3 separate regions of the Gossypium hirsutum genome follow, and regions 1 and 2 are each linked to region 3. Evidence: chromatin contacts called from public Hi-C data. All regions are on one chromosome and are shown on one strand. Each heading gives the region's core, a stretch centred on a gene start, on an enhancer-like site or on the middle of the called end of the contact. The rest is flanking DNA. Distances are from core to core; before and after follow the strand shown.

Region 1 (4,152 bases), core at 377-2,876, 140 kb before region 3:
TTACTATTTTTATAATTTAATATTTATACCTTAGTTAACTATTAATTTGACAAAATCGAGGAGCTAAACTTTAATTAACATTTATACTAACCTCGTAAAAATTAAATGATTATATTTACAAACTCTGGTATCGAAAATGAGATTTTAAAACTACCATTTTCGATATCATTGAAAATCGAATTGTTACACTCATAACTTGATGAATTAGATTATTAAACACTATAAATGTAAGTTTGTGGTTAAAATGGATGATTGAATCTATTTGAACGATATTTGTGCATTGAATAATGTGATTAAGAAGAAAGTTATCTTGAGTTGCTTCGATAATGTAATGTGACGTTATAAATTTGTATATAGTGACTGGGTCAGATGTGGGGTGTTAACAAAAATTGTGTTAACCATGATACTTTTTACTAATTGTGTAAATTAAACTTTATTTAATTTAAGAACAAAAGTTCTCATGAACATCTTAGCATATCATTATTCAAAAGCATAATGATTTATTTGGTTTATAAAAAAATTATTTTAACCCTTCATTAAAATTTTCTTCTTTTTTAGTCCTTAAACTTGTTTTTTTTTTTCAAAACACCCCAAAATGAATGGAGAAGTTAAGGTTTTTTTTAACTTTGTTGACGTTGGTTTCCATATGGTTGACACGTCAATATTTAATTAATTTTTTAAAATTTAAAAATTCAAAAAAATATAAACTATTTTTAAAAAATAAAAATCATTAAAATTATTTAAAAAGTCTAAGAATTACAAAAAATATATTTTAATATTTTAAAAAAATTAATTAGATGTTGACATATCATTTACTTGACAATCCATATATATATCACGTCAACAAAATTAAAGAATCTCAATTTTTTCATCTATTTTAAGATGATTTGATAAAAACGCAAATTAAAGAATTAAAAGAGATGAAAAATTAAATAAAAAGCTAAAATAATTTTTTTAATAAAGTTTGAGAATACCTTATTCAAAATGAACTTTTTTTTCAGCCATTGATATGATTTTATTTTAATTTTAGAAAAAGAAAGGTTTTTCCAATGGACGTGCCTGTCAACATTGACTTAATTTAATTGCTAAACGTGTTATATTTATTTAAATTTGATTAGGACTTTCCAAAAGATATATTCCAGAAAAAAAAAATCATTTGTCAAAGTTGAGCTCAAATGATGATGAGAAAAGAAAAAGACCAATCTTTATAAACAGTTATATGATGCTAAATCGAAGGGCAGCAATGGCCCCACTTTGAAAGAATCCCATATGACTTTGTGGGACGAAAGTTTGACGTTTCTTCCAGTTTCCGGTAAAAATGGTCCCACGAACGACTTTTTATGTTAGTTCTTTAATTAAAGCTGTTAAAAGTCAACTCCACTGCCTCACTGTCTCCAACCAAAATAGAATTCCCAATTTCACCTGGTCATCTCATCCAACGGTCATTCATCGCCCTTTGACTTTTAAAATTAAAATTCCCGTTGTGATGGGACCCAAGTTGGTCAAGGTGCCGACAGCAATTTTAATACGTGGAATGAAATGATTGGGTGATGAGTTCGACGGTAATATGTAACGGAAGGCATTAAGTTTGACTCTCTTCTCTTTTGAGCTTTTCTTCTTATTACTTTCATCATTTTGACATTATTATTTCAATTCATTTTCCCTCTCCTATCCTAAATATATCAAACCTTGGTTTTCTGTAAATCTATAAAACTGGTTTGATTCTTCTTCGGGTTATCAGACTTTTGGTGGGTTTGGGTTTTCTTTTTTCGTTTGATGAACAAAGATGACCGTGGAATTGAAGATGGTATACGGCGGTGATGGTGGTGGTAGTTTTGCAAGAAAAGTGGCGGAAACTGCTTTGAAAGAAGCTGCAAATTCTGGGATTCAGGGTGTTGAAGAATTGATAACGTTGATGTCTAAAAATCAAGAGCTTTTCAATCCAGATGTTTCTATTAAAACTGCTGCTCCATCAGGTTCAGCAGAGTCAGCCATGGATATCCAAGCTGTTACAGATAAGACTGTTAACTCTTTCAAAGAGGTTATTTCTTTATTGGATCGACCGAGAATCGGCCATGCTCGATTTAGACGAGCCCCTGTTCTTCACCCAAACCAAGATACAGAACAAGCTTCGAAGAAGATTCAAGAGCCAGAGACAGCGTCTTCTTCTTTTCAAGTAACCAAAGATCAAGTGTCTGCTTTTAAGCCTTTTTGTTTGACCCCAAGTTATAGGTTGCCTCCTTTGCCTCATAGTCGCCCCCAGAGTAAAAGAAGTCCTCCTTTGATAGCAAAGATTGGTGTTTTGGAAAGAAACGAATCGCCTAGTACCATAAATTTCTCATCTTCGCGTACTTTGTCTGCTGGGAATTCATTTATTTCTTCCTCAACAGGAAATACTGATAGCTTTCAGCCATCCGGTTTCCAATTTACTAGTCCTTCTCACGTCCCTTCTTCTGGCAAACCTCCATTGTTTTCCTCTTTGAAAAGGAAGTGCAATTCATTGGATGGTGCTGCTCTTAAATATGGTTCATTCTCTCGCCGTTGCCATTGCTCCAAGAAAAGGTTGGTTTCTTAGATTTTCTGGGTCATTCATACAATTTGGATCGTTTAATTGATTTTATTCTGAAAGTCTGAACCTTTTGATTGAACTTTTATTAGGAAATCAAAATTGAAGAAGGTCATTAGAGTTCCAGCTATTAGCAACAAGACGGCTGATATTCCTCCTGATGAATATTCATGGAGAAAATATGGGCAGAAACCAATCAAGGGGTCCCCTCATCCAAGGTTCGTAAAGATTATTAGCTTGGTTTTTGCCTTTCATGTGCGTCTCTTTACCAGTCAATCCACCCGTTACCTGTTTGATTAAACGCCTCAAAAGGACAATAATTCAAGTTTGCATATTTAAAGAAATTTGTTTTCAACAGCAATTGTCATTGGCTTTATTATGTATTTTAGATTGAATCGTCTACTGAGTTAAATTCATCTGTAAAGCTTGCGCGAGTCCACTTAACTCGGACCAAACCCGACTTTTCCTAACACGTTTGTTTGGGGCAATTTTCAGGGGGTATTACAGATGCAGCAGCGTCAAAGGCTGCCCTGCCAGGAAACATGTAGAGCGAGCTCTAGATGAACCGATGATGCTGATTGTAACATATGAAGCTGACCACAATCATAGCCATAACAGCACCGATGTCTCACCTGCTTTGATCCTGGAATCATCTTAATGGTCTCCAAATTCAACCAAGGGCTTTCATTAGTTGGTATGTTAGCTCTTGAAAAAGACAATATAGGCTTCCTTATTCTGTACTTTGGTTAGTTAAAAAGAGGGAAAACGGGCATAGAATAGGAGATTAGTGGATTTAGTGGGATTTCTAGTGGGGGGTTTCTTTCATTTTTTTTAAATGTTCTTATACCCAATTATCACAACTTTAATATTATATTATATGTTGATGGATCTCATCCAGGATGCTTTTACTTTACATTAATTTGTTCCATTGTCCACTAAACCTCTGAATTTTGATATATAAATTTATAATTCAAGGCCAAAAAAAAAGAAAAAAAAAGTGGGTGTTTGATGGTTGACCCCCGGTTTTGAATTTATTAGTCATTTTAAAAATTAAAAGAGAATAAAATCTCTTTATCAAAAAAAGAGAAAACACTCTATTTTTCTTTTTTTCTTTATTTATCTGAAGTTCCCATTAAAAGCTAGAAAAACACTTCATTAGTTTTATGCATGCTTGGTAATGTGGAGAACAATGGTTTATCATTTTCATGCGTTTTAATTCTTTAGTAATGTCGCTTGCTGGCCATCGCCATCGCCATCGTTGTAAAGTAAAAAACGCACAATTTTCTCAAAGTTGGCCATGCATGAACGTTCACTTAATTTTAACAATATCCTATGACTTAGCAACACCATTCTTCTTTTGTAAAATTGATTTAACTCGTTCAACCTTCCCTTTTTTCCTACGGAAGATCTCCTTCGACAACAATCAAAAACTTTACATGTTGAATTCATATAAACTTGTTGCAAGCTAGACTCAAAATCAATTTCTTCATCTAAATTTGTATATAAACTAAATCGATTAACCCCTGATTTTTTTTTAAAGTAATATGTTCAGAATAAGAAAATGATTGCAGATGTTAGTATTGACT
Region 2 (3,803 bases), core at 522-3,021, 250 kb before region 3:
TGTTATAAGGACACGTATCAATGTCTTAATCTCTCTATGTAGTTTTTTTTTCTTTGTAGGGAACAAAATAATTATATATATACATATGAAAAACTACACAACAATTTAAAATGTTTACGAGCATGATTGAGATTATAACAAGTGGTTGTATGGTAAATAAAAAATAGATAAAACTTGAATATACTAGATTATGGTACTGTAGTACGTCCATTATGTAGGTGAGATTTGTTTATTATAATTTTTAAAGAATTAATATAATAATTAAATATAATTTTTATTGAAATGATAAAATTGAAATGTCAAATATTTCCAATCTTAATATTTTTTTATATTTTATATGAAATTTTATTAAAATAAATGAAGTTTTAATAATTTTAGACTTGATTGAGACCGGTTGATAAGTAACACTAATTTAGTTAAAATCTTAAATATATTTATACTAGATTTATATAAAAATAAATAATTGAGTTATACGTGAAATGGCAAAGTGTTTATGGTTAAACATTCTTTAAGCTTGGGTTTAATCCTTAAAAATTGTATGTTTAGTTATTTTATTTAAATATTTCATATAAAACTAATAAAGACCAAAACACCATTATCTTAATATTCAACTCTTTATCAACTGTTATGTTAATTTGTGACATCAGTTAAATGTAGATGTAGGAAAAACTTGATTTAATTCGAAAAAAAATTGGATTTCAAGTTAATTGAATCGAGTTATTCAAATTATTTGAGTCAATTTGAATAACTCGATTCGAGTTTCGAGTTCAAGTCGAGTTGAAATTTACAGTTCAAATAATTCGAATAACAAATTGGTGTAAATACTCTTTTGGTCTCAGTCAAATTTAAAAATGAACAAATTAGTCTATCTCTCAACAAAAATTACAAAAAAAAAATTCAAAATATTTGTAAAATTTTCAAAATATATATATATTTTTTATAAAATTATAAGAATTCTAGAAAATTTATAAAAAAATTAAAATAATAATTTTAGAGATCTAAATTAATTAATTAATTAATTAATTAATTGTACAAGTTTATAAGATTAAAGTATCTTAATTTCTTGTTATTTTGCTTTGAAAAATGTTTTCAAATATATATAATTTTAAATTTATGTACTCTAATATGGAATTAGTTATACTGTAACAATATTTTAATTTGGCATGTTTAGTTTTTTAATTTAACTCAAATAATTTAACTCGATTCGATTCGACTTGACTCGAATTTCATTAAATTTGACTCAATTCGAAAAAATGTCAAATTGAACTAGAATGATAAAATAAGATTTTTAAACTCGATTAACTCGAAAACTTTTTACTTGATTCGATCAAATGATTACCTCTAATTAAATAATATATTTTATATATAAACAAAATTATTTGAACCAGTTAAATTGAGAATTGAGTGAAGTATGGGTACAGATAGCAGAGACCTGTCGGCGTGGTAATTTTGCAAGACATTGTGAATGGTGCATGAAGACTTTTGGAAGTGTAAAAGTCAGGATGATTGATTTTCAATGAAACACACTCTATTCTCTTTGTCTTAAGGGGATGGAAAAGGGGTGGGTGCGTATGGTTATTCGTCTCCACTCAATTTCACGTATTATTTTCTAAAAAGGTAATAAATAAATTTAAGTGCCAAATACCGGAAAACAACACATAACATCGTCAGTACCAAACGTAAAAATGAGAAACATTCTGACATTGACTAATGACACTTGAAAGTTCTTGCATTCACGTTTTTACAACAAATTATGTGAAATTTCCACAGCTAAAAAGTTATCAAGAAATGTCAAAGGGCAACTACCAAGCTTTCCTAAAACACGCGGCTTTGAATTGATAAGAAACACTGCTAGTGATCGAATTTGGAAGAGAATGAAATGGTACAAACAAGTTGATTTCCCGATGGTAAAGTTGAGAAGATGCAGGTAAATTGGTGCAAAGAGCTGAAGTTGGTGAAGAGAATATTGGGTCCATGACATGAATTTTGCAGCCCAAGAAATATTCATGGCCACCAAGTGTTTTAAATCCATGCTTATCATATTGTTCCTGTTCCTCGGGTTAACATCGTCAGCCGTTCCATATCTAAGCCAAGGTTCGTCTCTGTCTGTGGAGAATCCAGGTGATGTTTTGATATCGTCTAACGGCATGTTCTCCGCTGGCTTTTACCCCGTCGGCCAAAACGCTTATTGCTTCTCCATCTGGTTCACCAAGCCTTGCCATGACGGTAGTCACACTCTAGTTTGGATGGCAAACCGGGATGTGCCTGTTAATGGAAAGCGATCAAAGCTGTCCATACTCGAAACCAATGAAATCATCATAACCGATGCCGAACCCGTAATCTGGACGATCAATAAGTCAGTTAAAGATGGCTCTTGGTCGCAGTTGAATCTCCTTGATTCAGGTAATCTCGTTCTCCAAACTCGAGACAATCTTACTCTTTGGCAAAGCTTTGATTCACCAACTGATACGCTTCTCCCTGGACAACCCCTCAATCAACACAAAAGGCTAGTATCAGCACGAAGCCGAACTAACCATTCTTCAGGAAAATACAGGTTGTTGTTTGACGATGATAATGTTCTTCGTCTTGTCTTGAATGGTTCCGACACATCCAGCATCTACTGGCCGGATTCAACCATCTTGGACTACCACCAAGGTAGAACTAGATACAATTATAGCAGAACCGCAGTGTTGGATTCTTCAGGCTATTTTACATCTTCTGACAAAATGGAGTTCAGATCAACTGATTTTGGTATTGGACCTTGGAGAAGATTAACCCTTGATTTTGATGGTAACCTTAGATTATACAGTCTCGAAGAACAGGGGGTTTGGTTTGTGACATGGCAAGCTATGTCTAACTCCTGTAGGATTCATGGAGCCTGTGGACCAAATAGTATATGTAGCTATGATCCAGGTTGGGGTCCGAAGTGTGGTTGTCCCCCAGGGTTCAAGATGAAAAACCATGCGGATTGGAACGATGGGTGCGAACCAGAATTTGAGCTTTCATGTAATGATGATGTCAACTTTGTTCAACTTCGTCATGTTAACTTTTTTGGCTACCATTACGACAACCTCCGGAATTACACCTTCCAGGAGTGCCTCCGAGTTTGCTTGGATTCATGTTGTAAAGCTTTTCAATATAGATATTTCCCAGAAGATGGTGCCTATCGCTGTTATTCAAAATGGGAATTGCGCAATGGTCATCGTTACAATAGCTACAGTGGAACCCTTTACTTGAAACTCCCCAAATCATTCCCTTACAACAACAAACCTGTTCGGGAATTCAAATTAAATTGCTCCAACAAGCAGACAAGACAATTAGACAGACTTTATCTTAAGAAAACAGGATATGAAACATTAAATATTTTGATTTGGTGCGCTTCTATAATTGGATTGCTTGAGTTGATGTGCGTCTTTCTGGTGTTCGTTTTCTTGTACAGAACAGGGGAAAGTCCCGATGCATCGACGATGACATCAGGGTACCTTGTGGCTGCAACTGGATTCAAAAGATTCACATACAGTGAGTTGAAAAAGGCAACACGCGGTTTTCATGAAGAGATTGGACGGGGAGGAAGTGGGGTGGTTTACAAGGGAGTTTTACCGGATCAACAAATTGCAGCCATTAAACGACTTAATATTGAAGCACATCAAGGAGAGGATGAATTCCTCGCAGAAGTAAGCACAATCGGCAGGCTTAATCACATGAACTTGATTGAGATGTGGGGATACTGTGCAGAGGGGAAGCATAGGCTTTTAGTGTATGAATACATGGAAAATGGATCGTTAGCAAATAACCTCATGTCT
Region 3 (3,627 bases), core at 328-2,827:
ATTCTAAAGTATAGTAAAATTGTCACTCAGTTACAGGATCCATATGCGGGAAACATTGTCGAAGCAATAGACTGGTAACAATCATATTCCAAAGTATCTACCTTTACTCTAAGATGAACTAAAGAGCTATGAAGATGGAAAGGTTAGATGAAATGAAAAAACATAATGACCTGCTTGCGAGCTCGTGATCTTGCAGCGGATTCTCGGTTCTTTATCATTCTTCTCTGCCTCCTCTCAGCAACCTTTTCCACAGCACTGCTTTTCCTACCCCTCAAACTTCCATTAAACACATAAGGAACGGGTGAAACTGAGGAACTATCTCCACTACTCTTCCCAATCCCATCTGATGAAAGGTGGTTAGCAGGTGATCTTAAACCAACCATACTCATCCCACCACCATGGATCAAGCCATTATATAGTCCCTGACCACACCTAATTCCAGGACTCCCCAACTGACCACCACTTTGCAAACCCATCTGAGCTCCATATTCCACACCAGGTTGCTTAGGACATAATGGTTGCTGCTGAAGCTGAGTTAAGTGGTGCTGATTGGATCTAACTCCATTAAAATTCATAGGCAAATCGGAAGCTTGAATACCATTTTGATTACCACCATCAGGTAGCCTATTCCCCATCAAATTTGGACCTCTTCCACCTTGTTGAAACCCAATCCCAAACCCACTGGTATTACTCCCTGCTTGCGGTAATTCCCCAAAGAAGCCGCCATTAACATTATTGTCCTTCCCAGAAAATTGGATGTTATCCTCTCTTACCACACCGGCTCTGACCAAAAACTCCTCTAAAGTAATCTCCTTTAAGGTTTGCTGTCTTTGTGGCATATTATCAGTGGCTTCAGTCCCTATAGAAAACTCATTTGAGATCTCTCTCCAAACTTCATCAACAGTTTTGTGGCTAAGTGTCCTGGGCAAAGTCAAAGACCCTTGCCTTTGTAACCCTCCATTTCCCACTAGGCCAACACCGGGAGAAGCCATTGTTTGAGTTTCTTCAGCACTCCAAATGTTCTTTAACAGCTCATCCATGTTCATCGACCCGAAATCTTTGCCTATTCCACCCATTGTGCTTTGAAACTCATCAAAGGTTAGAGAATAGACCGATGGCTGTCTACTTATCGGATAATTCCCAGGCGGTTTATTACCACCGCCGCCATCACCTGACGGCGGTTGGTTACTTCCAAAGTTCTTGAAGATCATGTTAGTCCCTAATAAAATCTGGATAAAATAGTGTCGACAAAATGGTATCTAGATGAATATTTGGAAAATTACCATATAAAATCAAGCTCCTTACTTTTTCTATATTTGGAAACTTTTCAATAAAACCCAAAATATCATATTAATATTCATATTCATATTAAAAAAAAAAGAAAGAAAATAGAAGAGCAATACAAAGATCAACTTCAAGTAATGGTAAAATCAGAAATTTTGATGTCTTTCAACAATCACAAAGTTGAAGATCTGAGCTTAACGAAAACATCAGCGTTTTAATTCGGAAAAGAAAAAAATAAATCCAAATTTAACGTACCAAATAATTGAAAGAAAACATAAAAATATCAGAACCCCACCAAACCCAAAATAGAAAAAGTGTAAATAGTACAAATCGGTCGATTAATTAAAAGTAAAAAGGCTAAAATGTGCTATTAGTTCTTGTACTTTGACTAAATTTCAGATTTAGTCTTTGTACTTAAAAAGTAAAAAAAATCAAGTCCTCCTATTTTTTTATTTAAAAATATCAGCCTAGTCACTAAAATCATCCAAATTTGTCAACTTGAAATTTTGATCGACAGGAAATAAAAATGGTAAGCTGGTAAATTTTGACAGAAACTACTAACGATGGTAATGATTGGACAAAAATTTTTAAATTGAAAAAGTAAGAGGATTGAATTTTTAACTTTTAAAGTATAAGGCCTAAATTCAAATTCTATACAAGTCCAGGGACTAACAAAATATTCTAGCCAAAGTAAAAACAAAACAATGAGCATTCTATTTTGGGTAAACTACATTAATAGCCACTCAACTATGGTTTTTTTCTCAACCAACTACAAAAAGTTATAATATGATCACTCAACTATTCGATTTTGTCTTTTTTTCTATCACCCAACTATTTTGGATTTTCAGATGTTTCCATTTTGATGTTAGCCTGCTGGTGACAAAAAAAATACAAAATTGAATTGTTAAATGATCATTTTGTAACTTTTCATAGTTAGATGACTAGAAAAGAAAAAACTATAGTTGGGTGACCTCTACTATAATTAAACCTTCTTATTTTTTTTCTTTTTTGCATTTCTGGTTCTTAGCGACTGCCAGGTGTCCCTTGTCTTTTATTTTTTTAAGACATTAAATACAATTCCTTTTAATAATGTTCTGTGGGCCAACCGGATACCGAAACGTGAATCAATAGGATAGGGTAAAGACTAACAATTGGAAATGTGAAAAGTGGGAGGATCTAGACCGCCCACGTCGCGACTAAGAAACGGTGGTGATGGTGTGAATTTTATGGTTTTGGAATTTGGATGTAGTGTAGTGGCAGAATTGGTTGGATCACTTGGATAGTGACGAGAGATAAATGCAAAGCCTCGATGGAGCTCGCACTGACATAGGGGTATTTTGGTCTAAAAAACAATGTTTGATTGATTTGTGTACTCGTCTTTAAGTCAGTAAAGATGGAGTATTTGGTCCTAAATACTCTTATTCGAGATTTACTATACCAAATATATGTCGATGTGAATAATAATAATCCAGCTCAGATTTAATTAGAGACATTTATTTATATTTTTATTGTATTATACTTATAAAACTTTTATAAGAGATTTGTAGAATTTTATCTTTCAAAAATTATTTATAAAATTTTAATTAGATTTACTTGATTAAGTATCATTGTATATATATGTTATATCTAAATTTATTTTTATTTAAATCTAGATATATTTTAATTATTAAATTAATTGTATATTCATAAAAATAATAAAAATTAAATTTAGTATTCTAACATGAAATAAATAAAGAGATAATCATATAATAAACAAAGGTGATTATATCATACCTCTAATTTATTAAATTATAAAATAAATATTAAAAAAGTCCTAAGTATACATAAAAATTTCAAATAAAGTAAAGATTCTTTATTTCATCAGATGGACTTTTGATCTGTAGATAGTTAGTGACAAATATTAATCGAAATAATATAAAATTGTGACAAATTTAATTATATTTTCGAAATATAAAGACAAATATTAATGGAAATAAAATTTAGTGGCAATTTTTAATATTATTAATAGTAAGATGGTAATTTTACATTTTAATTTTTTAAAATTGTGTGATAAATTTAATCCTATTTTCGAAGTATAAAGATAAATATTAATTAAAATAAAATTTAATTACGATTTTTAATGATGGTAATTTTATATTTTTAATTTTTTAAATTTGTGTGATAAATTTAATCATATTTTCGAAATATAATTAATTGAAATCATTTAACTTTTTAAATTTTGTGACATATAATTTTCATTGCCTACGAAGTATACAAAATGGATGAACTAAAAAAGTGATTAGAGCACCAATGTAGGTAAATATGTTTTTATAATTGATACAGCCAATATTATATTTATCCAAT

Evidence for each region. Hi-C and Micro-C count contacts between places; a contact is called where the count stands out from the background.
Region 1: a contact with region 3 is called in a Hi-C map of leaf, with 4 times the contacts expected there. The contact joins the promoter of LOC121202798 here to the promoter of LOC107957550 in region 3. A contact is called at or near these places in 5 of 34 Hi-C or Micro-C datasets (callus, leaf and petal).
Region 2: a contact with region 3 is called in a Hi-C map of leaf, with 1.8 times the contacts expected there. The contact joins the promoter of LOC107944781 here to the promoter of LOC107957550 in region 3. A contact is called at or near these places in 2 of 34 Hi-C or Micro-C datasets (both in leaf).

The regions. Positions count from the first base shown.
Region 1 is chrA05:29,394,121-29,398,272 of Gossypium_hirsutum_v2.1, reverse strand. It overlaps LOC121202798 (probable WRKY transcription factor 7), which reads left to right and starts at 1,626. Exons shown (of 3, transcript XM_041112137.1): 1 at 1,626-2,562; 2 at 2,659-2,784; 3 at 3,062-3,506. The coding sequence starts at 1,787. The coding sequence ends at 3,224.
Region 2 is chrA05:29,506,699-29,510,501 of Gossypium_hirsutum_v2.1, reverse strand. LOC107944781 (putative receptor protein kinase ZmPK1) reads left to right here and starts at 1,771. Exons shown (of 1, transcript XM_016878608.2): 1 at 1,771-3,803. The coding sequence starts at 1,980.
Region 3 is chrA05:29,252,748-29,256,374 of Gossypium_hirsutum_v2.1, reverse strand. LOC107957550 (bZIP transcription factor 23) reads right to left here and starts at 1,577. Exons shown (of 4, transcript XM_016893082.2): 1 at 171-1,577. The coding sequence starts at 1,211.